Linked DNA regions of Mus musculus: all the other regions are linked to region 1. Evidence: chromatin contacts called from public HiChIP or PLAC-seq data. All regions are on one chromosome and are shown on one strand. The core of a region is the stretch at or near the end of the contact, and the rest is flanking DNA. Distances in the headings are between cores, read along the strand shown. Region 1 holds the start of Serinc2 (serine incorporator 2). Region 2 holds the start of Ptp4a2 (protein tyrosine phosphatase 4a2). Region 3 overlaps Adgrb2 (adhesion G protein-coupled receptor B2). Region 4 overlaps Nkain1 (Na+/K+ transporting ATPase interacting 1).

Region 1 (6,088 bases), core at 1,170-3,669:
CAAGAGTGAGATTTTTTTTTCCCAGAGGGGAATATATATCCCAGGCTTGCTTGACAATCACTATGTAGTAGAAGCAGATCTTGAAATTCTGCCTCTACATTCTTTTTTTTTTTTTAAGATTTTATTTATTTATTTCATGTATGTGGGAACATTGCCACTGTCTTCAGACACACCAGAAAAGGGCATCAGATCCCATTACAGAAGGTTGTGAGCTACTGTGTGATTGCTGGGAATTGAACTCAGGACCTCTGGAAGGGCAGCCAGTCAGTGCTCTTAACTTCGGAGCCATCTCTCCAGCCCCTGCCTCTACATTCTGAATACTGGGGTGGCAGACATGCATCACTACACCTGGCTTCAGACTCTTAAAAATTATATTTTAGATTTTTTTATGTGTATGAGTACGAGCACGCAGTGCCCGAGGGGATCAGAAAGGTCATCATGTCTCTTGGAACTGGAGTTACAAATGATTGTGAGTTGCCATGTGGGTGCTGGGAAGCCACCCTGGGGTCTCTGAGTCAACAGCCAGTGCTCTTAACTGCTGAGCCATCTCTCAGTTCCCTGACTTCAGATGTTAAACCCGACCAGGAAGCCGAGGGTCTGAGCAGTCCTGGCTGGCCTCAGCTCCGTAGACTGCAGACTGGGTGACTCAGAGCTGATCTTGGCTCTGTTCTCCGGATGGAATTCTCCACCTACGTCTCCTCCTGGGTGACAACAGCTCCCACAATGCCCACTCACTGTACACAGGAGCTGGGCGGCAGTTTCCACCTTTCATCTGCCCATATCACCAAGAGTATACCAAAGGAGGTACTGCGGTGGCCTTCAGTTCAGGCATGGAGAGATCAGGATAGAAGGATTGGCTGAACTGCCCTCACAACCCCTCTCCCAGTAGGACACGGGTAACCAGGCAAGACCAGATGGGAATCATGGTCTGTGAGTGGGAACGTCTCCCTCCCTAACCAGGAAGCAAACCCGTCCCAGGAAGGGGTATGAGCATCAGCAAGGAATAGCCTTACTCTGATCTCCTGTTCAAGCTTCTCTCTCTCTCCCTCTCTCCCTCTACCCGTCTCTCCCTCTCCCCCCCCCCCCCACTTCAGTGGAAAGAGAGGCCCAAGAGAGGACAAGAGCTGTGTCCAGGGACCCACGCCACTGCCTCCCCAGACTGAGCTCACTCTCAGAAAATGGCTACAAAGAAAACCTCTAGATGCGCAGCTCTCTCCTGGGCACCCGCTCCTAACACGCACACAAATCAGGGACAAAGGATGCAAGTCCTGAACGAACCTTCCTACAGCAGCCAGCCGCGGGAGCCCTCTCCGCCCCTCTTTGTGTGGGGCCAGAAGGGGAGGGAGCTGTCTGAAAGAGCCTCAGATTTAATGAGGGGAAGAAGGAAAAGAAAGGGGGCTGGGGAAGTGGGGGCCTCCCGGCCGGTTATGGCCGGCCGGGTCCCCTCCCCTGTGCTGGTTGCTGCCCCAAAACAGAGCTGGCCTCCCGCCTGGTCCCCAACAGTGGCGACCAGGTGGACACACGCAACCTCCCTCAATTTCTGGATCTTTCCAAATCCAAAGTTTGGCACAGGTAGTCAGTGACAACCGACACCAACCTCGCTCAAGAGCGGGATGGGGGGGGGGGGGCTCCTGCCCACCCTTCTTACCCAACCCCCATCTCCTTTCCAGCTCGAGCTGGAGGGAAAGGGTCCAGCGCTTGCAGGGGGGGTGCCCTAGAGTGAGCGGGCCAGACTGCGCGCCGAAAGAGGATGCAGACGGAGCTGGTTACGACGACGTTCAGACAGACAGACAGTGCCCGAATCCTAGAGAAGTGAACGGGACAAACACAAAAGAACAGACTAAGCCAGGCGACAGGGGCAGACAGAATGACAGACGCTCTGCCAGAAAGACAGTAAGCTCAGCGGGGCCGGGACCCTACCAGTTACACAAAGAGTCCCGCGCCCTGGAGAGAGACGCGCCACGCAACCTGGGGGTGCTCTGAGCTGGGGAGCGCGCAATGGCCGCGGGGCTCCCCGCACCCGCTGCCGGCCTCAGTATCCCGGTTCTCGGAGTGACGGCGCCAAAGGCGCCCGGCCGCGCCCCACCCCTCCCCCGCGGTCACCCGAGCCGCGACACCAGCTGTCCAGCGCACCGCGGCCGAAGCGGAGCAGCTGGGGGATGAGGATAAGAAGGGCATCGGTGGGGCCTCTGAAAGGCAAGTTTGGAGGAAGCAAAAAGAAGAAAGTACTTGGAGGAAGAAGGTAGAGAAAAAGTGAGCGGGGCCGCGGCAGGGACGAGGTGGGCACTCACGCAGCTGAGCAGGGAGCAGGCCCCGAGACAGGCCCCCATGGCGGTGAGGGGCGCGGGGCTCGGGGCACCGGCCTCGGATCCCGGATCCGGTGGGACTCCAGGCGCTTGGCTGGCCCCACCCCAAACCCATCCCCGCCCCAGCCCCGCCCCACCTGCCGAAGCCGCTCGTCACTTTCCGGCGACGCTCGGGGCCTCCTAGGACTCACCTGGGACAGGTACTGGCGCCAGACATTTCCTAAAGAGGTTGAGATGGGGAAAGTCCAGCAACGACAGGGGCACAGCCCAACTCAACTCTGAGCTAGGATTGTCTGCTGAACCAAAGCGAGGATTTGGAAATACATCTGGATTTGAACTTCATAGGAGCCATTGTGTGACCGACCCCAAATACTGTCATTGTTAGAGGAAGTAAGAGGTGGTCTTCCCTGATGCCCTTGGATCTTGGCGGAAAACCTCGGCCCAATCTATGGGTGCTCAATGGTAAATTACTAGGCAAGGGGGTGGGGGGATGGTAATGTAGCTGAGTCGGTAGAGTGTTTCCAGAGAATTCATGAAGTCCTAGGTTTGATCCACATAAAACTGGGCATGGTGGCTCTCGCCTGTAACCCAGCACTCAGGAGGCAGGAATCACAAATTCAAAATTATCTTTGGCTGCATAGCCAGATCTAGGTCAGCCTGGGTTACATGGGATCCTGCCTACGGAAAGAAAGAAGAGAAGGACAGACAGAGGGAGGATAAGGGAGGCTACTTTGCTTCTCTGAGTCTCAGTTTCCCCTATTGAAACTAAAGGTGCTAACCTCATGGGGCTGTTAGAACACACAGCAACTGCTCCATGAATAAAAGCCTGTGTCATTCCCATCCCTGTTAAGGCCCCAGATTCGTACTTGTTTAGACCCTCTCCTCTCCATCCACCTTGTCTTCAAACTCTGGACCTGTCTTGGATCACACACACACACACACACACACACACACACACACACACACGAGAGAGAGAGAGAGAGAGAGAGAGAGAGAGAGAGAGAGAGAGAGAAACACAGATAGATATACAGAGAGAGAGAGACAAATACACACACACACACACACACACACACACACTGCTCAGCACTCCACACACACACATATACACATAAGAGAGACAGACAGACAGACAGAGATACACACAGGCACACACACTCACTGCTCAGCACTGCACACAGAGAGACAGAGACAGAGGCAGATAGACATACACACAGAAAGAGACACATACACACAGAGAGAGACACATACAGAGACACACACACACACACTCTGTTCAGCACTCCTCACTCCCTATCTGTGTACAGCCATGACCTCCTAGCTAAGGAGGTCACTGGGTGAGAGGGCATCCTGGCAGGTCATCCCCAGGATCGGGTGTGAGGCGCAGCAGCAGAGTTCTGTAATTATGGTAGCTCACCCCAGCCTTCTCCCCCACCAACTCTAGACCAGATAATGTTAGGGAAGGAAGTCCATAGGTTTGGCTGGCCGCAGGGGCCAAAGATCCGGCCTAACTGCTTCCCCGAGTGATTCATACAGCACCTGGCTGAGCTGGTAATTGTGCCAGGGCTGTTCCGCAAATACCCTGCACTTTCCCTCCTCCACACGTCAGCCCACCTGGTGCCTTCCTCCTGAAAGTCCTTCTCCTTGTCCACCTGTGGTGCCTTCAAAGCTTTGCCCACATCCCACATCTTCTAGATGAAGAGAACCAGATCCTCCAGCCCAGGACCCAGCCTGACTGGAAATGAACCTCGGCCCACTTCCCTGGCACATCTACAACAGCAGACCTCACATATAATTCAACTTAGTGGAGCGCAAGCAAGAGCCCCACACTCTTTCATGGCACCGTTTGAGTCCGTGTTTGTCCCAAAAAAGACTCATTCCCTGACCCAATTCACACATGAGGAAAACGGAGGTTTGTGTTATTGGTAAACTTAGCACTGACCAAAGGCTGGTTGTGGTCACAGAAATCGCTGCTATTGCTGCTAGGAGGCCATTAAGGGTGGCCCTGACTTCAGATCCCCAAAGCCTGTCCTTAGCCATTCATACCTCTCTTGGAAAGTAGAAGAGATTGAAAACAATCTCTTCTCTCTCTCTCTCTCTCTCTCTCTCTCTCTCTCTCTCTCTCTCTCACACACACACACACACACACACACACACACACACACACCAATTCACCTCTGGCTGTACCCTCAATGCACAAGGAGGAGACGCAGCAAGGCAGGATGCTTGCATGGATATGTGAGCTGCTTCCTCATTCCACTGTGACAACATCCTGACCCAATGGCCCCGCACGGTCACCATCCACACGTCTGTCCTCAAAGCCTGAAGTGCTACCCGCCTTCTGAATGTCCCCATGCCAGGGGTTGCTCCCTTGGACCCCTCCTTCCATCAACTGGATCCTCCACCAACAGCATCTCCTTTCCATAACCCAGCACAGCGACACAGAGGGGGTGACACCTGGAGTCTATGCTGCCCCAACCTCCCAGAGTCCATGCCATCCCGAGGACACCTCCGTCCCCTTCCCTGAAGTAGGCCTGGTAAATTCTGCTTAACTCTACAAAGCAGGTATGAGCATTTGCGAACATGGTCAAGGAAGTAGTTGCTTTTTGAGGTGGTAAAGCGGTTGAGGCAGGATATCTCTTATGTAGCTCTGGCTAGCCTAGAACTTGCTTTGTAGACCTGGCTGGCCTCAAATTCACAGACATCTGCCTACCTCTGTCTCCCAAGTGCTGGAATTAGAAGTGTGCAGCACCAAAGCCAGGTGAGCAGGTGCTTTCTGAGAGGAGAGGGCATTAGCTTAGCTACAGCACAGAAAGAACCAGTCAGTTTTAGGCTGGAAGTTTTCCCAACAGAATACTATGCTGTCATGGTCCTGGCTTTACCCATGCCTGAAACCAGCTAGGCTTTGGAATCACCCTGCATCACCCTGTAGGGAAGGACCAGCCCTGTGCAGACTACTCACTGTGTAGTCCTGTCCGGGTACCTCCTCCTCCTTCAGCCTCACACTTCTCATCTGTAAAATGGGAACAAACATTTTGCTCTGGTTATCTCAGGAGCCATGAAAGACAGGATATTAGGAAGCGGATCAAGCCAGGAGGTAGTGGTGCACACTTGAATGAGTTCCAAGATAACCAAGACTACACAGAGAAACCTTGCCTCAAAAATAAATAATAAATAAATAAATAACCAAACAAACAAACAACAAAAACAAAACCCCACAGGGGTGTTGAAAAGCTTGGTTGCTTAGCAGCCTCAGCCCATCAGCCTTCCCCTCAGTCTTAAACCTCCGGTGTGAGTCTGGAATAACTCTGTCTCTCACACCTCCAAAGACAAGATCACAGTTAGCAGCTGTGTGACCATGACAAGTCACCCAGCCTCTTCAGTCCTCATGGGAGTGCTAGGATGCTGGATTCAGCTCTTCCACTTAATGGCACAGAAACCAGATCCACTGGAGAAAAATTTGCCAAGGTCATTTAGTCCATCCCCCTGTGTGGTCCATGCTCAACTCCCTAGTCCCCGTAGGAAGCAAGCCCTGGCTTCCCTATACCCTTTGCCCCAGGGTTCTCTGATCTACTATTCCTGGACTTTACTTTTCAAATATGAAACACAGGAACTAAATCCTCCCCAGGTCCTCAGTTCCCCCAAGCCCCCCACAGTTCACTGATGCCCAATCCTCTCACCATCCTCCCGTCCATGAGGACTCAGTGTGCTCCTGCTTTGAGGCTCTGTCCCCTGGGCCTCAGATCTCTGCACTGGCCTCTACTTCCTGCTTTTGACCCATTTAC
Region 2 (6,088 bases), core at 2,445-4,944, 460 kb before region 1:
GCCCAAGCATGGCATACACCGCTCTGGCAGGCCTTGCCTTTCTTCCTCATTAAAAACCATTAGAGTATGTTCCTAAAGCCAGACCCCAAGGTCTATTCCCTTATTTCTTATTTATCCACGTCTCCTTCCAAGGCTGACTGCAAAGGTCCAGCCATCAAAGTATTGAAGTCCAGCAATCAAAAGCCCCCTTTGGCTCCCCTAATTAACATGTCAATTAAATTAAACACCTTATCCTAACCTGGAGTTTCCTCTGGACCTTTATGAACTGCATTTGGCCAATGGGCTATGTCTGTCTCTTCTCTATTCAGAGGCAGTTCTTGGTCTTGTTGTCTCATATCCCGTGTTCCCTGACACCACACACACACAAATACACGTTCATCCTCTATCTCCTGTCTTCGTCTCTATTCCCCGACCCTTGTCTCCCTGGGGCAAGTGAATCTTCTATGTGCTGAGAACTTGGTCTTGGGGTGTCCTGAACCCATATTGATCCCTTTTGTTGCTCCTCGTGGCTTGCTCAACATGTTATCTTACATATCCTAGGACCATCAGTCCAGGGGTTGGCGCCACTCATAGTGGTCCAGGCCCTCCCACATCAATCATTAATGAAGAAACTGCCCTACAGACTTGCATTACAGGTAGCATCTTCTCAACTAAAGCTCTCTCTTCCCAAATGACTCTGGCTTGTTCCAAGTTGAAAAGGAAAAAAAAAAAACAAAACAAAACATAAAACAAAAAACTCTAATTAGGACACAAGGTTACATAGCAACTTTATGGCCACACAAAGAGGCCAAGTAAGAGAGCATAAACTCACAGAATGGGAACCAGGGACCTGGGCTGTGTCCCAACCCTAGCACCGCAGTTTCTCTGCCATACCCCCCATTTCTTCTTTAGTACTGCTGTGTATGGCAGGCCCACACAGCGTCTGCTTCCAAGGAGATCATGCACTGGAAAATGAGCCAGGAATACCGCCAGCTTTAGCCTCACATGGGGGCTGGGAGGATTAATAAGCTAATGGCACTTGGAGTGCTTCAGCAATGGCCCTGGATAAACTCAGGGTACTTATGTGTGAAGCTCACTGCCAAGGTGGTTTGGGTTTAATAAGGCACCCGCAGCCCGGTTCCCGCTCTGTTTATGGTGGGGAGGAAGTAAAACTGCCTTGTAACCTTCTCTGGAAAAACTAGGTTTGAGAGGCTTGTATACCTCTTCACTGGCCTACGGGTAAGGCGCAGTGATGGTGACCCTGTGGTCTCGTATAGGTGGGCGCCCGAGGTCTCGGTAGGCTTTCCAGCGCACTCTGCGGGACACCAATTAGTGACGGAAGTCAGAGACTAACACGATTATCTGGGCCCCAGAGGCAGACAAACCCGGGCCAAGTTCTGCCTCTGACGTTTCATTTCTCTAAGCCTCTATTCTCTTTTAAAATGAGTTAATAATACCTTCTTCACAGGGTTATTTAGAAACATAAGTCTGGTAATTTATTTAAAAGCACCTTGCCCAGAGCTTGGAATAGAGTAGGTGCTTTTAAAAATGGCCATTAGTGTAGGTGTTGCTGTTATCCTCATGTTATGTTACTTACTGATATTTTAGGGCCCGGCTGAGAGCCAGGCGGTGGGAAATTCATTCCTTCAGCTATCTACTCATTTGCCCTAGTAGACCGGTCCTGCAGAGGAGAATCATGAAAACAGGCATTTATAGCATGTTGTACATACTATGGTAGGATGTGCATAATAAGGTGTTTTGAAGCCATAAATGAAGCATCCATAACCAGGAAATGCAGCCAAAGTTCTGCTGGGTGGTTAGTTCTTCCTCTCCAGTCTGTCCTTGGAGAGACGCTGCCTGAAGAAAGGCTGGGAGAATAATGCAGGCAACCCTTGCGCAGCCTTCACACCCTCTGCCAGGGGCCTTGATTCTAATCTCTAGACTCTCTTGCTCCTCAAGGCCTTTTAACTCCCACACAGCAAGGCCACACAGACTTGCCCTAAAATACCCCATCCTCCTGAGTTCTGCGCTGTGGCTGTAGGAGGCTGAGTCATTAGATCTTTCTTTTTAAAACTAAGTTCTAAAGGGCAGCTTCTGGTGAGGAGCGATGCTCCAGGACTGCCTCGTGGGAAAGGGCTAATGACCACTGACCACTGCATTTCCTCACAGGGCAAGGGCAGGATGAACACACTGGGGAGCGATAGCTCCAGGGGCATTCTCATTTCCTTGTAAGTGTCAATCCTGGGTGGGCGAGGGTTCCGTGCGGGATAGTGAGTATACACTTTTCTGCCCACTCCCATCTTGGGGAAATCTAACCCACTTCTCAGGCCAGCCTCCAGAGCCTTTTCCTGTTCCACTTGGCAATAGCCCAAACCAGCCTCCCAACTCACCGGGTAACCACATTTTCCAAACAAGAAATCAAGATGCATGAACTGGCTTATAACTTCTGGCCAGGTTTCAAAAGCAAAAGGCAAACAAAAACAAAACAAAACAACACAACACAAAAAACCTCCTTCCATTAGAGAATCTCTAAGATAATCTTCAAAACTGTTAAAATCCAACTCAAACTTTTTTTTTTTTTTGAGGCTCCCAAGAGTTGAATTTAGGGCCTCACATGCAAGGCAAGCTTTTCCCAGAGTTCTATTCCCAGTTCCAATTCTAGAGGTGCTTTCTTTCTGTAGACCAGGCTGGCCTTGAACTGGGTTTAAAGGCATAGGCCACCACCGCCAGACTTTTTTTTTTAATCACGCCCATTCTTCATACTTTATTTAAGTATTGAAGAGTATCTGTGCTGTGAAGACAGTATTCCGCTTAATAGTTGAGAATACCTAGGAAAAAACTTTTTCCTTAATTCTGCATTTCCGTATCTAAAGAGTCTGTGTGTTGCTTGCCCGATAGAGGTCTGGGGAGCAGGGCAGAGAGACTTCGCAGAGATGTTCGAGGCCTCCAGGAAGGACAGCCAAGTATAAGGTACTCGGTTCCCCACTTCTGAGCTGGAAATCCCCGAGCTCAGGCCCCGGTTGCCGCCCAGTCCCAGTCCCAGACCCAGCGGGATCTGGCTCGAGGCGCCTCCCGGGATCCGGAATCCGCCCGCGACCTTGCGGGTCACTGGGTGGCCAGAGGCGCTAACTTAGACCCAGGTGCGGATGGGCGAGTCGCAGAGTGGGCGGGCGCTTCCCTCAGCCACGTTCGTCACCCCGCTACCCCCACCCCGCGCCGGTCACATGTATACGCCTTCCGTCGCCCCCAGTGCCGAGCGCAGCAAGCCACGCGGAGGCGGAGCGCGGGAGGCGCCCAGGGCAGTGGGTCAAAGCTCTGTAGGCAGAGTGGGTGGGGCCAACCGCCGCGAGCCGCCGGCAGCCAATCATCGGTTCCGAGGGCGTGGCTGCGCCGCGCGCGCCGCGCCCCGCAGCGCCCCCTGAGGGGCGGCGGCGGGAGCTGGTCCGGCTGCGCGCGCAGCGGTGGTGGCGGCGGCGCGATCGGCCGGGCTGTAACCGTCGTTCGTCCGGGAGCGGCTGGAGCGGCAGCAGCGGCCGGGCACGGCGCGAGGCGACGCCAGCGGGCAGCGGCGGTAGCGGGGGCAGCGGCGGCAGCGGGGGGGGAACACAGCGGCGGTCGCGGCAGCAACAGTAGCAGCAGCAAGACGGACTCGTGGACACGCGCCGCCGCCGCCGCCGCCGGGCCGGGCCGGGTGTCGCGCGCCGAGGCTGGGGGGGAGTCGTCGCCGCCGCCGCCGCCGCTCCCGCCGCCGCCGCCGCCGCCGAGGTGACTGAGGAGAGAGGCGCCTCCTCGCTCCCGCCTCCGCCGGCCTTCAATGCCCAGTCCCCAGCTTGCCAGCGTGAGTGCGCCCCTCCCGGGCGGCCCCGCGCGGCGCCCGGGCCTCGGGCAGGGGAGGGCGGGAGGCGCCGCTGCCATTAGAGCAGGCCCGAGACACGTCCCCGGAAGGAGGGCCGGGCCGGGCCAGGGGCGGGGAGCGCGGCTCGAGGTGGGGTGAGCGAGCGAGAGAGCGAGAGAGCGTAGAAGAATGCGGGAGAAGGTGCGTGTGCGGGCAGCATGTGTCCTTGTGGGGGCGAAGGTGTGGTGAGAGCGAGTGGGGACGAGGAGGAGCGTGGCGGACTAGGTGGTGTGCAGGGGTGCGCCTGCGTTTGTCCGGCGCGTGAGCACAGGCATCCTGGAGGCCCCTTGGTCTTTGTGTTGATAGGGAACCCTTCGCGTCCAGGGACTTAATTCACTCAAGCGTGGGATCCCTGAGTTGCAGTCAAGTAAGAGAAAAGGGTCTGAGTCTCCCGTGACGCTGATCTCTGGCGTTCTTTCCCCTTTTCGTAAAAATGTATTGTAAATTTATGAATTTCCAGAGATGTCTTTGCCATCCTCCCCACCCCCATTTCCCAGCGCTAACCATCCAAGCTTGACTCTTGTCCCGGAGTCTGAGTTTTAGCCGGTAAAGTATTCGGAAGCGTAAACTTTTTTTTTTTTGGCAAATGCTCAGTGTTGAGGTCAAGGCTATTTAATGAGGTAAGCCGCGGTATCTTTTATCTGTGACTCTCTCGTATCCTTCTGCAGAAAAGCGCCTAAGAAACGGTCATAAATATCGATAAAGTGCCATAGTTTAGTTTCTGCCCTTGGATTTGTCACGAAGTATAAAGTGACTAATCTAGCGTCATTGTAGGCATTCAGCAAATGTTTCAGTTTGGAGTCGCTATTGCTGGATTAGTATATGGTATTTACTTGCTTCCCCGCTCTGTGTTACTGAGCTGTTTCAGACAGGAAGTGAGAGAAGTTGAGCCTTGTTAGTGTGCAAGAGGAAACTAAGACTATAGAAGAACTCACATTATCAGAGCTTCGTTTTTTGATCCTGACACTCTTAGTTTTGGATCGGATGATCGGAAAGAATTGTTAATGGACTTTTTCTATGGGGGATGCAGAAGAAGTTCTTTTGTTTCATTTGTTTTATTGGACTTTTAGAAGTTCCAAATAGGTTCTTGATTTGGTATCATCTCAAATGCTTCATAACAGGTTGGCTTTGAACTCTGATCTTCCTGCCTCAAGTCTCTCCCAAGTGTTAAAGGTATAGGTATATAAGTAGGCTGAGTTGGGGATTTGAGATGAACTGTTGATAAAGATTTTCTGTTTAATGATGTAATCATAGAAGGTAATTGGAAATAAGTGAGTAAAACTGAGCCTGGTGGCAGAGGTCTGTGATCTCAGCTCCTCGGGCATCAGAGGCCAGAGGATGGAAGGTTTCAGGGGCAGTTTGTGAAACTTTGTGAGGCCTAAATCTCAAAATAGTAAAAAAAAAAAAAAAAAGGAGGGGGGGTGTTCAAAATAGTAAAAGGGATCTGAGGATAGCTCTGCCGTAGAGCACTGCCTCGTACAAAGAAGAACTCAGTTTAATTCCTAGTGACACTACTACAAAAAAATGTTGGGAATAAGGAAAGTTAAAAAAAAAGGTGGTTCTTTGTGATAGTGGGTATAGAATTACAACAAAATTCAATATGAAGTTATCTATCATAGTTCTTTTGAGGTCAGGTCTCATCCTGTAGCCTGGCCTGGAACTTAACTGCTGGCCTGACATTTGTGGTATTCTTGCTGCAGCTTTCCAGCTGCTAACATGGCAGGCATGACCCCACTAAGCTTGGGTAGAAATGAATGGTGTATTCTTAGTGTGTCCTCTCAGAAACTGGCATCCCCTGCTTGAGAGGCAGAATTGTCTTTTCCTGGGAGGTGGGAGTGATTAGTAATAAGTGCTGCTATGCTTCAGGTGCCTTTAATATTCATTTATCACGCCACGAAGGGGAGGTTAGCCTTGTTGGCATTTGTTTGGCAGGCTTTTTGAGATGCTTCTGTTTGTTTGCTAGGCACTGGGGGTTTGGTGATGTGCCCCCTGGACTTAGTGAGATAAGAGACGCATGGGCAGCAGGCACTTTGTTCAGTAGCTTGTCCCAGGTCACACAGATGATAAGAATTGGATTAAAAATGTTTAAGGTCATTTTTCCAGAATACCAAACCATTCTCTCAGTAGCATATCTGATTTTGAAATTTCTCATCCTTAGAATGACCTAGCAGTTTGCACACAGGAGAGCTGGGGAAGCCAATGGAGAGGACAAGT
Region 3 (6,088 bases), core at 1,313-3,812, 270 kb before region 1:
CGGTTCACAGCTTGGAGGTTGCTCCTGTGAGAGAACACAGCAGTGTGAAATATATATCAGGAAGCCATCTCATCTAGGAATGTAAAGGAGACAAAGAAGGGACAAGGTCTGCCTATCCCCTGCCTGTCTTCAGTAACCACAAGACCTACTAAGCTCTGCCCAATAGTGCCACCTCCCAGTAGGGCCGAACTGAGGACAAAACCTTAAACACACGGGCCTTTGGAGGACTCTGCAGCTGTAGGAAGTGCTGTCTGCAGCAGGGTGGGCTCAAGCTTCCAGACTCAGTGTGGGGAGGGTTGGCTGGGTATAGGGGTCTGGGCTCCCTTCCCCTGGGGCTCAGACCAACATGGTCTGTTACTGTTTTACGTTGAACCTCAAGACCACTGTGGTTCACCCCATGCAAATCATGACCCAGGAGCCGGTCTGGGGTTGTCAGGCTCCTTTGTGTATCATTTAGGAGGAGAAAGAGCCAAGCTGCAGGCTCGATGGGTTGTGCGCTTCTGGATAAGTCATTTCTCTAGTCCTTAGCTTCCACCTCAACAGAGATGACAACCAGTGAGCGGGTTAAAGGTGATAGGTGTTAGGCATGGCTTGGGATAGTACAGACACCTCCTCAGAGCTCAACATGTTGACCATTGCCCTCCAGTCCCACCCGGTTGAGGCAAAAGGTGGACAAGGTGGCTATGAGTCCCAGATGGCCTTCTGAGCCTCAGTTTCCTTATCTGTAAAATGGTGGTGGTGGGGTAGGGGGCAGAATGTGATGCTCTCTCTGCATCACCCCACAGTTGGTTCCAGGCCCTTGGGCCGAGGACCAGAGGCTGCCCTCTGTATCACTGTGGCAGCGCTCAGCTGGCTTTTGCTAAGCCCCTTGCCACCACCTCCGTGTTCCAGGTGAGGAGCCGGAAGAGGAACCGAAGGTGAAAACCCAGTGGCCAAGGTCTGCAGATGAGCCTGGGCTATACATGGCGCAGACAGGTAACTCGGGCCCGCCTCTCTTCCCGTGGCGGGGGCCCGACTGTGGCGTCTGATGGCATGTGTGCTGGCGTGTGCCTGTCTGTGTCTATGTCCTGGAGCTCAGTTATGTTGCCACGTGAGGACTGTGGGCAGGGATGGGTTGCCTTTTAAAGAGCCTGCCACTTGGGGTCAGGGTAGGAGGGTCCCTTTGATGCCTACGCCCCCATCTTTCTGGTCCTTCCATGCTCCCATGCAACTCTCTGGGAGGTGTCCCTTGCCGCGACGCTGTCCCTCTCTCGTAGGCGACCCAGCAGCTGAGGAGTGGTCCCCGTGGAGCGTGTGTTCCCTGACGTGTGGGCAGGGTCTGCAGGTGCGGACCCGCTCCTGCGTGTCCTCCCCCTATGGGACCCTGTGCAGCGGGCCCCTTCGGGAGACCCGGCCTTGCAACAATTCAGCCACCTGCCCAGGTAGGCGTCCTCCTTCCTGCCCTATCTGCCAGCAGAGTCAGGTCCTGTTTGTGACAGGACATAACACAGCTCCCCCACAACCCCCAATGATTGGTTACCTCATCCCTCTGCAAATTTGCCTGTCCTCCATATACCTTACCCAGGCACTACGCCAGCCTGGCATGAATCACTCCGGTTACGATAGAATCCGAACATACATCTGGGGCCCACTTTGGGCACGTCACACCCCGGGTGCCTCCATCTTGGTAGTCAAGGCTGTTCTCTGCACATCGCCCCGCCCCTTTCCCCCCATACTCCTGACCTCACCAGCACCCCTTGCGGCATCTCAGCTCTCTGCATTTGCTTATTCTTGCCCCTCCCCTCCCCCACACTGGCTAAAATACTCAGCCTGCCCTTAGATCTAAGATGTAGACCACTCTATTTTAAAATGATACCCTCCCTTAGGGTCCCCACTTGGCTCTGGGCTTCCCTTCCACTCCCTTGATTGCCTCCCTTGAGAGACCATTATGCTTAAAGCAGTTGAGCAGGCAGGAACTGCACGCAGGTACTGAGGAAATGCATGTGTCTGCTTGGGTCAGTTGGTGACTGATAGAAAGGCCAGTGTCAACCAGTTCTGTTCTTTGCTTCCCCTGGGGTGAAGTGCTGGCAGCAGATTTAGATTAGGGCCTACTGGGGGAGGCTCTCTGAGCTTGGGGGTGTAGCAGGAGATTGTGGACAAAGCTTTGTTCTCTCTTGTGAGTTCATTGTGTCTGTCAGCGTCTATGTAGAGGTTCATGTCTGTCTGTGTGTCTCTGCGACTGGGGCTGGGAGGGGGCACTTCTGTTGCCCCAGGCTTGCCCTGTTGAATTCAGGCCCTGGGCCTGGGGGTGGGAAGGGGTGAGAAGGATGGATCTTGGATCCTTTCCTGGGTTTTCCTGTGCCCCTCAGGAAAAGAAGACCATGGCTCCTCAGGCTGGTCCTGGTCACCTTATCTGGGTGTCCACAAAACCTGTCCTGTATGATTTGGGACCACATCCCCACAAAGGGTGGCTATCCTGGGACCCTAAACCTTCTTGCCCTGGCAACAGAATCCAGGGCGGAGCCAATAAGGAGTGGTCGTAAAATTGCGGAACTCCTGATTGGTGGGCGGATGGGTAGGCGCTGGCTGTGGGCGGAGCCAAGGTGCCGCCCAGCCACCGGCCACGTGCTTCCTTGCAGTGCACGGCGTGTGGGAGGAGTGGGGGTCCTGGAGCCTGTGCTCCCGCAGCTGCGGGCGGGGGTCTCGGAGCCGGATGCGGACCTGCGTGCCCCCCCAGCACGGCGGCAAGGCCTGCGAGGGTCCCGAGCTGCAGACTAAACTCTGCAGTATGGCCGCCTGCCCGGGTCAGTAGCGCCAAGGGGCTTCTAGGCAGGCGCTGCCCAGCCGGGTGGGGGGAATCGGAAGACCTAGGGGAGGCAGTCAGGTTCCGTGCCCTGTCCTTGGAGGGGTGGGTTCCTATAGCTTTGACCACGCATGGGGAGACTGGAGAAGTATAGCTGCCAGCAGTCAATGGGAGGTGAAACCCAGCCCTGACTTGGAGTTGGTATACTGTGACCCCATCAGAAGGGACCTGCTTTCCGGTGCCCATTCCTCGATGCCCTCAGCTGCCCTTGCTGTAAATAGCACTTTGGTGTCCATGGCACCACGGACACAAAGCTGGGCTTACGTGTAGGCAAAGATCAGAAGGTGCCATTACAACCTACATCCTCACACACACAAAAAAAACCTCTCACCGCTGGGGTTTGCCCTTGGTGCCGCGTGGAGAGGTATCATGGAGCTGCTGAGGGGCAGGCAGAAAGCGGCCCAGCCACCACCCACTCTCTTCAGACCCTTTCATATGCTCAGCTCAGATGGTCTGGCCTGGCGCAGGTCTAAGTGACCAACAGGCTCTGCCATCTCCCTGTGGAACTCCCCCCTCCCGCCCGCACACACACTAGCCCACCCACGTTCTGCTCAATGGCCACCCCCGCTTGTGTCTCCCCATGCAGTGGAAGGCCAGTGGCTAGAATGGGGTCCCTGGGGCCCATGCTCATCATCTTGTGCCAATGGGACCCAGCAGCGCAGCCGGAAATGCAGTGTGGCGGGTCCAGCCTGGGCCACGTGCGCAGGTGCCCTCACGGATACCCGTGAGTGCAGCAATCTCGATTGCCCGGGTGAGTGCTTGGTGTGAGGGTAGCAGGGGGTAGCCCTGGCCTTGGAGACTTGCATGGCCTCTCACACTTCCCTTCTCTCATAGCCACTGACGGCAAGTGGGGGCCGTGGAACGCGTGGAGCCTGTGCTCCAAGACGTGTGACACGGGCTGGCAACGCCGCTTCCGCATGTGCCAGGCTTCTGGCACACAGGGCTACCCTTGCGAGGGCACAGGAGAGGAGGTGAAACCCTGCAGTGAGAAGAGGTGTCCAGGTATTGCTTATACAACCCTGGGGCTGGGGGCTGGGGGGACAGATATGAGCCCAGCTAAACCCCGCCCCCACCCGCCCCCGCCGTATCCCCACAGCCTTCCATGAGATGTGCAGGGATGAGTACGTGATGTTGATGACATGGAAGAGGGCGGCAGCTGGCGAGATCATTTACAACAAGTGTCCCCCTAATGCCTCGGGTAAGGGCAGGTGGCTGTGCCCACAGACTCTTCCCCCACCATCCCTGCTGCCCGCCTCTGGGCCCAAGCCCTGGGTCTGCATCCCAAGATGTGGAGGGGGAGTAGGCTAGATCTCAGCCCTAATGCCTGTCACTGTTTTATCTCTGCAGGTTCTGCTAGCCGCCGCTGTCTCCTCAGTGCCCAGGGCGTAGCATACTGGGGACTGCCCAGCTTTGCTCGTTGCATATCCCATGAATACCGCTACCTGTACCTGTCAGTGAGTGTGCATGGTTGGGTGTGGGGCGGGGCATACGGTGTGTCTCAAGCCCTGGCAGGAGCTTAAGGCTCATTCATTCCCTCATGCCTTGGTATAAACTGTGTATCTTTGTCTGGCAAACTCCTACTCCTGTGTCAGGGCCTCTTAGGTATCTTCCTCTATGTCTGGTACATACCTCTGTGTTCCTACCCACAGTGCCCCATCCTGAACTTCTTAGACATGGAGAGTTATGGATGGCTTAAAGCTAGACATGGGCATACTTGGGAGGGGCAGAGTCAGCCTCTTGAGTTCGAGACCAGCCTGGTCTCCATAGCAAGCTTTAGGACTATCGGCTACATAGAGAGACCCTGTCTCAGGAAACCAAAACACAAACAAAGAATGCATTTAAGTGTTCTCTGCAACACTGGGAGCTCTTTGAAGGCAGGGAAAACGTTGAAGTTATCTTCGAGTCCCTAGTTCCCAGCCCAGGGCTTGCTTGCACTAAAAGCTTGCATTTGAGAGACCCTGTGTGTGTGTTGCTTCAGAATGTTCAAGGCCAACTAGGGACAGGGAAGTGCACAGTCCCCAAATCAGCATATTATTCTGCATTTGGACCTCTGAGTCCTTCTGTCTCCAAAATCACCTCTGCCTCCTTCTCAGACTGTGTCTCCGGGGAGCCTCTCTTTGATCTTGTATGCCTTCTCTCTTCCTGGATGCACGTAGCGGGTAGAGGGGAGGCCAGGCCAAGGGCTGCTCCCAGTTTCTGATGCTACAATGACAGGGCCACACCTGTCATCCACAGCTTCGGGAACACCTGGCTAAGGGCCAGCGCATGCTGGCAGGTGAGGGCATGTCACAGGTGGTGCGGAGCCTGCAGGAGCTACTGGCACGGCGCACTTACTACAGCGGGGACCTGCTCTTCTCTGTGGACATCCTAAGGAACGTCACTGACACCTTCAAGAGGGCCACCTATGTCCCTTCCGCCGATGACGTGCAGGTACTGCTCCACAGCGGTGGGGTCTGCTGGGGCAGCATGGAGGTTCACACCTCCTCACCCATCCCTCTTTTCCCAGCGTTTCTTCCAGGTGGTGAGCTTCATGGTGGATTCAGAAAACAAGGACAAATGGGATGATGCTCAGCAGGTGAGGGGTCACCCGGGGTGAGGGCTCAGCCTCCAGCCATCTCCTCTCAGGACCCACCTCAGACTCTGCCTCAGACCCTCCCTCACACCCTCTCTGCTCCTAGGTGTCACCGGGCTCTGTGCACCTGCTGCGTGTTGTGGAAGATTTCATTCACCTCGTGGGCGACGCTCTCAAGGCCTTCCAGAGCTCTCTCATTGTCACGGACAATCTGGGTAAAAGGATGCAGGCGGGGGAGTGGGTGCTGGATCCGACTAGAACATTAGCACCCCACTTCCCTGGGTGAGGGATAGTCCTGAGGGACACTTTGGGTTTGCTCTTTCATTTACAAGTTTTGTCCCCCCCTCCGCTTAACCCCATGCTTCTGTCTGTCTGTGTGTCTCCCTCCACCGGCTCTGTGTTCATGCACCTTGCCTTCTGTGTTGCTTCCAACGTCCCATGTGTCTTCCCTGGTATGCATCTCCCTGCATCTGTCTTTGGCACTCCCTGCCCGCCCTCCCTCTGCTGCAGTGATCAGCATTCAGAGAGAGCCTATCTCCGCCGTGTCCAGTGACATCACGTTTCCCATGCGGGGCCGCAGGGGCATGAAGGACTGGGTGCGACACTCAGAGGATCGTCTCTTTCTACCCAAGGAGGTGCTCAGCCTGTCCTCCCCAGGAAAGCCAGCCACACCT
Region 4 (6,088 bases), core at 1,697-4,196, 260 kb after region 1:
GAGCCTCCAGTTAAATGTTTTCTTCTATAAGTTCCCGTGGTCATGGTGTCTCTTCACAGCTATAGAAAAGTGACTAAGACACAGATAATTCAAAGCCAGGAACTCAGTTGTAAAGAAGAGAAGAGCCGCTGGGCGTGGTGGCGCATGCCTTTAATCCCAGCATTCGGGAGGCAGAGGCAGGCGGATTTCTGAGTTCGAGACCAGCCTGGTCTACAAAGTGAGTTCCAGGACAGCCAGAGCTATACAGAGAAACCCTGTCTCAGACTCTCCCCCCAACCCACACCAAAAAAAAAAAAAAAAAAAAAGAAAAAGAGAAGAGCCAAGATACAAGAGACCCAGGAACAGCATCAACAAGAGCAAATAAAACAGAGAGCACTTTGCACTTCTTCCCGCTCCCCCTGCCCCAAGGTTTCTCTGTGTAGCCCTGACTGTTCTGGTACTCACTTTGTAGACCAGGCTGGCCTTGAACTCACAAGATCTACCCTTATCTGCCTCCCCGGTCCTGGGACTACAGGTGTGCACCGCTACTACCCAGCAGCCTCTGTGCTGTTCTTGAGGAAAGAAAAGATAGTGGCTTGCCCAAAGCCATAAAGCCAGTGTAGGAGTATATGATAAAGGCTAGGCATGGCGGTACCCACTCACAATCCAACACTGAGGGTGCTAAAGCAGGAAGATTATGAATTCAATGACAGACTGGGCTACACAGCAAAACCTCATTTACACTTACACACACACACACACACACACAAACGAGTTGGCTCAGTGGTAAAGGCACTCGATACCCGGGACTCACATGGGAGAAGAAAACTGATCCCAGCAAATGGTTCTGTGAGTTCACATGTACTCCCTGGCATGTGTGCTCAATCCCTACACCCCCACGCCACACACAAATAGACACAGTAAAGAAAAACAAGATGGACACAGAGAACAAACTCCACAAAGCTGTCCTCCACCCTCCAAATAAACGCTGTGGCATACGTGACCCCATCACAAACAAATGATTATAAATAAGATAGTTTTAGAAGGAGGGGTGCATGCAGCAGCTCACATCTTTAATCCTAGCATTTTAGAGTGCTGGGCAAGTAGATGTCTATGAGTTCAAGGCCACCCTGGTCTACATGGTGAGTCTTGAATCAGTCAGGTCTACATAGTGAGACTCTGTCTCAAACAAACACACTCCATGTATGAACACCCAGTTTTGCCCCCCCCCCCCCTTTTTCAGGGGCTTTTTTCCTTTGGAGAGCTTTCCAACCAAGAGGGCAAGACAGATACACAGTGAAGAAAACACTTTTTTTTTTAATCAACCAACCTGCATGGATACCAGGGAGGTCTCAGCCCATAAGGTCTTGAGAAGCAAACCCAGACCCCCTGCAAAACCCAGCTTATAAAACCAAAGGCTTCGAAGCATCCGTGGCTAAACCCTCGAGTAGAAAGAGCCCTGTGGGAAGGGATGGGGAGAAGTGAGTGTGGCTGGTGGGAGGTGGCCCAGTGGCAAGAGGTAGCCTAGCCTAAAGGAAACTTGTTCCCCTCTGATTAGGCTCACGACCCAGGGACTGTGATGGCCAGTGGAGTTCCCAGCTTGGCTGTTCTGTGTGGCACGCTGGATGGAGTCGTGGAGTGGGCTTGCCGCTCTAACTCAGAAAAGCCCGGAGAGTGACGTGTTCACCACAGTGTGGTGTGAACTGCCCCCACTGTGCAAGCTCCCTGCTAGGTTCCTCTGCTTCTTAGCTGCCTTTCCTATTGTTTCCGCTTCACAGATTGGAGGGACTGATGTTTGTTCTCTCTGTACATAAGTCAGCAAGCACTACTGAGGACACAGTCCTCAGGGCATCTGTGGAGGAAGAAGATGAAGAAGAGCCCTCCTCTCTGCTTTGTCCTCAAGAATGGTGGGGTTCTGGTCCTCCTGACCATAGTCACCCACTCTCATTCTGCCCTTTCATATCCCCAGGCTTGCTTCCGAACACCATCTTCTTCCCCTCGGAGACCACAATGGAGAAGTAGGTGGAAGAATTGAGGGTTACTGGGATTGCTCGGTGGGAGGGGATCATGGGAGAGGGACCCAGGCTTAGGGACCTGGCAGAGGAGTGGAGGTCCCACTTTCCTGGAGGACGAGGTTTAAAAGCTTGCCAAAGAGGAACAGGTTGAGTCTACAAAGGCCTCCTGTGGGTCAGGCTGAGCTCGGGCTTTAGGCTCTGTCTGTCTGGCTCCCAAGAGAACGAACTGATATATTGCTTTAAGAGTGGGTGGAGCTGGTGCGTGGTGGCTGTGATATGTGAGTGTTCTGGAATGCCCAAGCTAGATTGGGGCTTGTAAACCAAGTCCAGAGGCCAGATACTGGATTGGGGAGTCTCAAACTAGAGTACACCGGATTCAAAACCTGCCTCTGCTAAAACCTTATTGTGTGGCTTCAAGCAAGTCACCTCACATCTCTGGGCCTTAGTTTCCGTATCTGCAGCGTAGCCCATGGAATTGAAAGCCAAACGAGAGTGCTAGAAGCATCATCAACTAAGGGATAATTTTAATTATTTGATGTGGGGAAACTGAGGCCCGGAGGGAGCAAAGACTCGGCCCGATGTCACACCGGATGTCAGTGATGGTGCCGTAGCTGGAGCCCAGGACTCCTGCTTCTAGTTCACAGTATCTTTCCCCAGGGCAGGTGAATGAGAGGTGAGATGGGGTGAGTTCGGTCTGTCTTGCTGTTTGGACTGAGGGCAAGATACTAGGTAAGGAGTAGAGCTGAAGAAAGAGGAAGACCCCGGCACGTACCAAGGCTGAGATTAAAAAAAATACAAACCCAGTGATTCCCCCTCCCCCCCGCCCCGTCCTGCCCCAACCCTGAAGTCCTGCTAGAGCTAGGGTCAGGTCCAAGTTCAAGTCTTGAGAGTCCGCATTTTCTCCAGGGGCTGCAGATCCAGGAGGCTGCACAAGCTGCAGTTAGCCTAAGCGCCACCAGGGGCGCGCCTGCCTATCGTGATCCGCGCCTCCGGACAGCACTGCTTCAGGCTCCAGTGGTCCAGGGAAAACTGTACGCGGGTGGGACAGAAGCTATCCGGACCTGCAGGAAACAAGAGCAGGTTAGAAGTGCATTTGCAGGCCTGCGAGTAGGCAGACAAGGAGACCCGGATTCCCACGCCTTTTCCGTGCCCCCCTTTTCCCACCAACACTAATGACTGTCCCTCCAGTAACACCCCGCCCCCACCAGGGACCCACGTGTACAGAGGCTGCAGCTGTAAATGCGACGTCTTCTGCGGCGCCTGGTATCCATAGGAGTCAAAGCCACCGATGAAGTCAACTGAGGAAGAGAAGGGGTGAGTCCTGAAGGCTGGGTTTTGAAGGTGAAGAACACCCACTCCTGGGAAGGGGTGGGTGGGGCCAGAACAGCCACGCCCAGGACGTGGACCTGGGGATCGGGCTGTGCGTAGGAGTGGGAGAGGGGAGGGTCAAGTGTTGCGCCCCCCCACCCCCGCCCCCGGAGATTAAGAAAGGCTTGAAGGAAAAACCTCAGGCTCTGAACCCTTCTATGCAGTTAGGTCCAGTATGGGCAAAAGTGGTTCTGGGGTCTTGGACTGAGTATTTAGACATTTGGGTCTTAACCCAGAGTGGTTACGCAGACCCCATCCATCCCTGGTGTCTCTTCTTTCCTCCCAAGCTGACCCTGGGCAACCAGGAGGGGAGGAGGCCCTGTCCACGGTGCTGAAAAGACCCCCGGGGGTGGTGGTGGTGGTGGTGGGGAGACACACTTACAGCTGTCCTCCTCTTCCAGGAATACTTTGCTCACATAACAGGCAAACACGAAGCCGAACAGCTAAGAGAGCGGATAACAATCAGAGAGAGAGAAGTTGTCCCTGTCCCCTCTACCCACCCAACTCAATGCCTGTCCAAAGCAAACATTTAAGTTAAATGCTGCATGAAAAAGCTGTGAGTAGCCGGGCAGTGATGACGCACGCTTTTAATCCCAGCACTTGGGAGACAGAGGCAGACGGATTTCTGAGTTTGAGGCCAGCCTGGTCTACAGAGTGAGTTCCAGGACAGCCAGGGCAACACAGAGAAACCCTGTCTCGGAAAAACAAAAACAAAAACAAACAAACAACAACAACAACAACAAAAAAAAAAAAGAAAAGAAAAAGGAAAAGGCTGTGACTGACAAGCAGTTCACTCCTTTGTGCCCCAGTCTTCCCGGTTAGGCCTGGGTCATATCACTGGACTGTTAGGTGAAAGGATTCTATGACCCTGCCTGTGTAAGGTCCCTAAGACAAGGCTGGCCCTCCTATTAATGGTCCCAAGCAGCCCAGGCTGCCCTTGATTATTGGCTGTGGACTCGATCTGAAACCCCTTCTATTCTACTTTTTGCTTTTTTTGGAGACAAGTTTTCTCTTTGTAGCCCTGGCTGTCCTGGAACTTGTTCTGTAGATCAGGCTGGCCTGGACCTCAGAGAGCTGCTTATCTCTGTCTCCTGAGTGCTGGGATAAATGTCATGTGCCACCAATGCCCGGATGAAGCTCCTTTCTTGTTCTCAAAGCTCTGTAAGGTTGGCACTGCCCTTTCTATGCAAATAGCAAGGGAGCTTAGAAAGAGCAAATGACTTATCCAAGGTCCCCGGGGGTGTATTAGATTAGATTTCTAAGCCCAGCAGGACTTGGCCTGACGGCTCATCCCATTCATGAAACTTGCCTATGCCCTTCTTGGGGGATGGGAGATGGGTGGAAGGAGGAGGAAGGTGTCACAGGACACAGGAACAAATGGAGCTGGAATACACAGGATTCTTTTGCTTTTTCTTTCTTGGGCAGGGTAGGGTATGGAGCTCACTATGTAATCTAGGCTGATCTCAGACTTGTAATCCTGATCCTCCTGCCTCTGCCTCTTGCCTGATGGAATTGCGAGTCTATGCCACCATATCTGGCCTGTCATCTCTTAAATGGGGATAAAGAATGGATGGACTAGAGTCTGTACTTCTGGGAATATGGGGATGGGTGATGAACAGGACTCACAGCTAGGAAGATCTGCAGGGCACTACTGAGGGCTTCAATGTAAGGATAATCAAGCAGGCAGCCAGTGACCGAGATGACGTGGTGGTCCTCCAGGGCCAGGCGAGAGTTCAGAACAGGAGTCACCAGGCAGCCTGGACCATTCTCCATCCACCAGGAGCGATGCAGGGATGTGTTGAAGGTCATGATGAAGTCCCGGTCCTGGGGGGCAGAGGGGCCTGAGATACTCAGCGGTGGGGAGGGGTAGGAGGGTTCTCCCCAGGTGCCCCCTACCATGTGGATTCTCACAGCCTGCTCTTCTTTCTCTAGCTTGATTTGTGAGGGAAATGCCTGCACCTGCAAGTCCAAACCTGGCCAGCAGGTGGCAGCAGATGATCACATTGACTTCACACTGGTATCACTTGAGATGGCTATCCAGTTGAGCCTAAGTTGGAGCCTCTGAATTTCAGACTTAGAAGAACATTAACAGAGAGACAGGGTCTAACTCCCCTGGCATCTTTGAAATCTGCAATACAAGTTACCGTACAACCCAGTGGATTCCCATTGCTCTGTATGTGACTCTGGACCAATTTCTCCTCTCCTTGATCCATACTCTCCCATTTGTCAGATGGAGAAGGGGCTGGGCTAGGTCAGCTGTTTAGAGGGTGTGCATCTATGTACCCACCAATTCCTTCACTCCTTCAGTCAGACTGAGACCACCACACTAACCAGGCAGCAAACACACAGGCCTGTGATCGAGCTTCATGTATGTAACCACATGGGGTTGCCTATGGTCCATCCGCCACCCCCACCCCCGCCAGGGCTTTTGTGTGTAGCCCTGTTATACTGGAACTTGCTCTGTAAAGCAGGCTGGCTTCAAACTTAGAGATCTGCCTGCCCCTGACTCCCAAATGCTGGGATTAAAGCTTCTACTGTGTGTGTCCATCCCTGTGTGTGTGTGTGTGTGTGTGTCCACATTGGGTGGCTTCTTCAATTGCCCTTTCACCTTTTTTCTTTTAAATTTAATTATTGTTGTTGGTGGTGATATGTGTGCCTGTGTGTGCACATGTGTCACAGAACACGTCCAGATGTCTAAAAACAACTTTTGGGAGTTGGCTCTCTTT

Evidence for each region. HiChIP or PLAC-seq counts read pairs in DNA pulled down with a chosen protein or histone mark.
Region 2: an HNF4G HiChIP or PLAC-seq map of pancreatic cancer cells shows a contact between it and region 1. The contact joins the promoter of Ptp4a2 here to the promoter of Serinc2 in region 1. A contact is called at or near these places in 5 of 39 promoter capture datasets (the 3T3-L1 cell line, cranial neural crest, hippocampal neurons and 2 more), 1 of 484 Hi-C or Micro-C datasets (muscle stem cells) and 3 of 115 datasets of contacts at active chromatin or transcription factors (embryonic stem cells, forebrain and pancreatic cancer cells).
Region 3: a contact with region 1 is called in an H3K27ac HiChIP or PLAC-seq map of differentiating embryonic stem cells, with 2.5 times the contacts expected there. The contact joins the enhancer-like site here to the promoter of Serinc2 in region 1. A contact is called at or near these places in 1 of 39 promoter capture datasets (the 3T3-L1 cell line), 1 of 484 Hi-C or Micro-C datasets (nephron progenitors), 3 of 115 datasets of contacts at active chromatin or transcription factors (differentiating embryonic stem cells and embryonic stem cells) and 3 of 9 other capture datasets (adipose tissue, embryonic stem cells and pancreatic islet).
Region 4: an H3K4me3 HiChIP or PLAC-seq map of embryonic limb bud shows a contact between it and region 1, with 2.8 times the contacts expected there. The contact joins the enhancer-like site here to the promoter of Serinc2 in region 1. A contact is called at or near these places in 12 of 39 promoter capture datasets (the 3T3-L1 cell line, the C10 cell line, the HPC-7 cell line and 5 more), 4 of 15 datasets of contacts at CTCF or cohesin (the NIH/3T3 cell line, embryonic stem cells, large pre-B cells and 1 more), 8 of 484 Hi-C or Micro-C datasets (the G1E-ER4 cell line, the HL-1 cell line, Sertoli cells and 4 more), 10 of 115 datasets of contacts at active chromatin or transcription factors (bone marrow-derived macrophages, embryonic basal ganglia, embryonic forebrain and 6 more) and 2 of 9 other capture datasets (adipose tissue and liver).

Annotation. Positions count from the first base shown.
Region 1 is chr4:130,273,167-130,279,254 of GRCm38.p6, forward strand. It overlaps Serinc2 (serine incorporator 2), which reads right to left and starts at 2,420. Exons shown (of 10, transcript NM_172702.3): 1 at 2,292-2,420. The coding sequence starts at 2,330. Gm34957 (a long non-coding RNA gene) reads left to right here and starts at 109. Exons shown (of 2, transcript XR_376686.3): 1 at 109-2,768.
Region 2 is chr4:129,816,785-129,822,872 of GRCm38.p6, forward strand. Ptp4a2 (protein tyrosine phosphatase 4a2) reads left to right here and starts at 3,695. Exons shown (of 6, transcript NM_008974.4): 1 at 3,695-3,817.
Region 3 is chr4:130,004,134-130,010,221 of GRCm38.p6, forward strand. Adgrb2 (adhesion G protein-coupled receptor B2) reads left to right here. Exons shown (of 30, transcript NM_001290715.2): 3 at 892-975; 4 at 1,257-1,421; 5 at 2,619-2,783; 6 at 3,429-3,593; 7 at 3,677-3,844; 8 at 3,939-4,040; 9 at 4,190-4,296; 10 at 5,078-5,272; 11 at 5,349-5,417; 12 at 5,521-5,629; 13 at 5,925-6,088. Among named protein-coding and RNA genes, the nearest start is that of Adgrb2, 22 kb to the left of the region's middle. Within about 2 kb of position 2,563, at least 18 of the 459 cell types and tissues checked have an H3K27ac peak or open chromatin away from gene starts, as enhancers often do. A contact at or near this core is called in differentiating embryonic stem cells, where this site is marked.
Region 4 is chr4:130,528,860-130,534,947 of GRCm38.p6, forward strand. Nkain1 (Na+/K+ transporting ATPase interacting 1) reads right to left here. Exons shown (of 7, transcript NM_025998.4): 4 at 4,989-5,186; 5 at 3,745-3,805; 6 at 3,211-3,292; 7 at 1,272-3,055. The coding sequence ends at 3,046. Among named protein-coding and RNA genes, the nearest start is that of Nkain1, 42 kb to the right of the region's middle. Within about 2 kb of position 2,947, at least 66 of the 459 cell types and tissues checked have an H3K27ac peak or open chromatin away from gene starts, as enhancers often do. A contact at or near this core is called in cerebral cortex and embryonic limb bud, where this site is marked.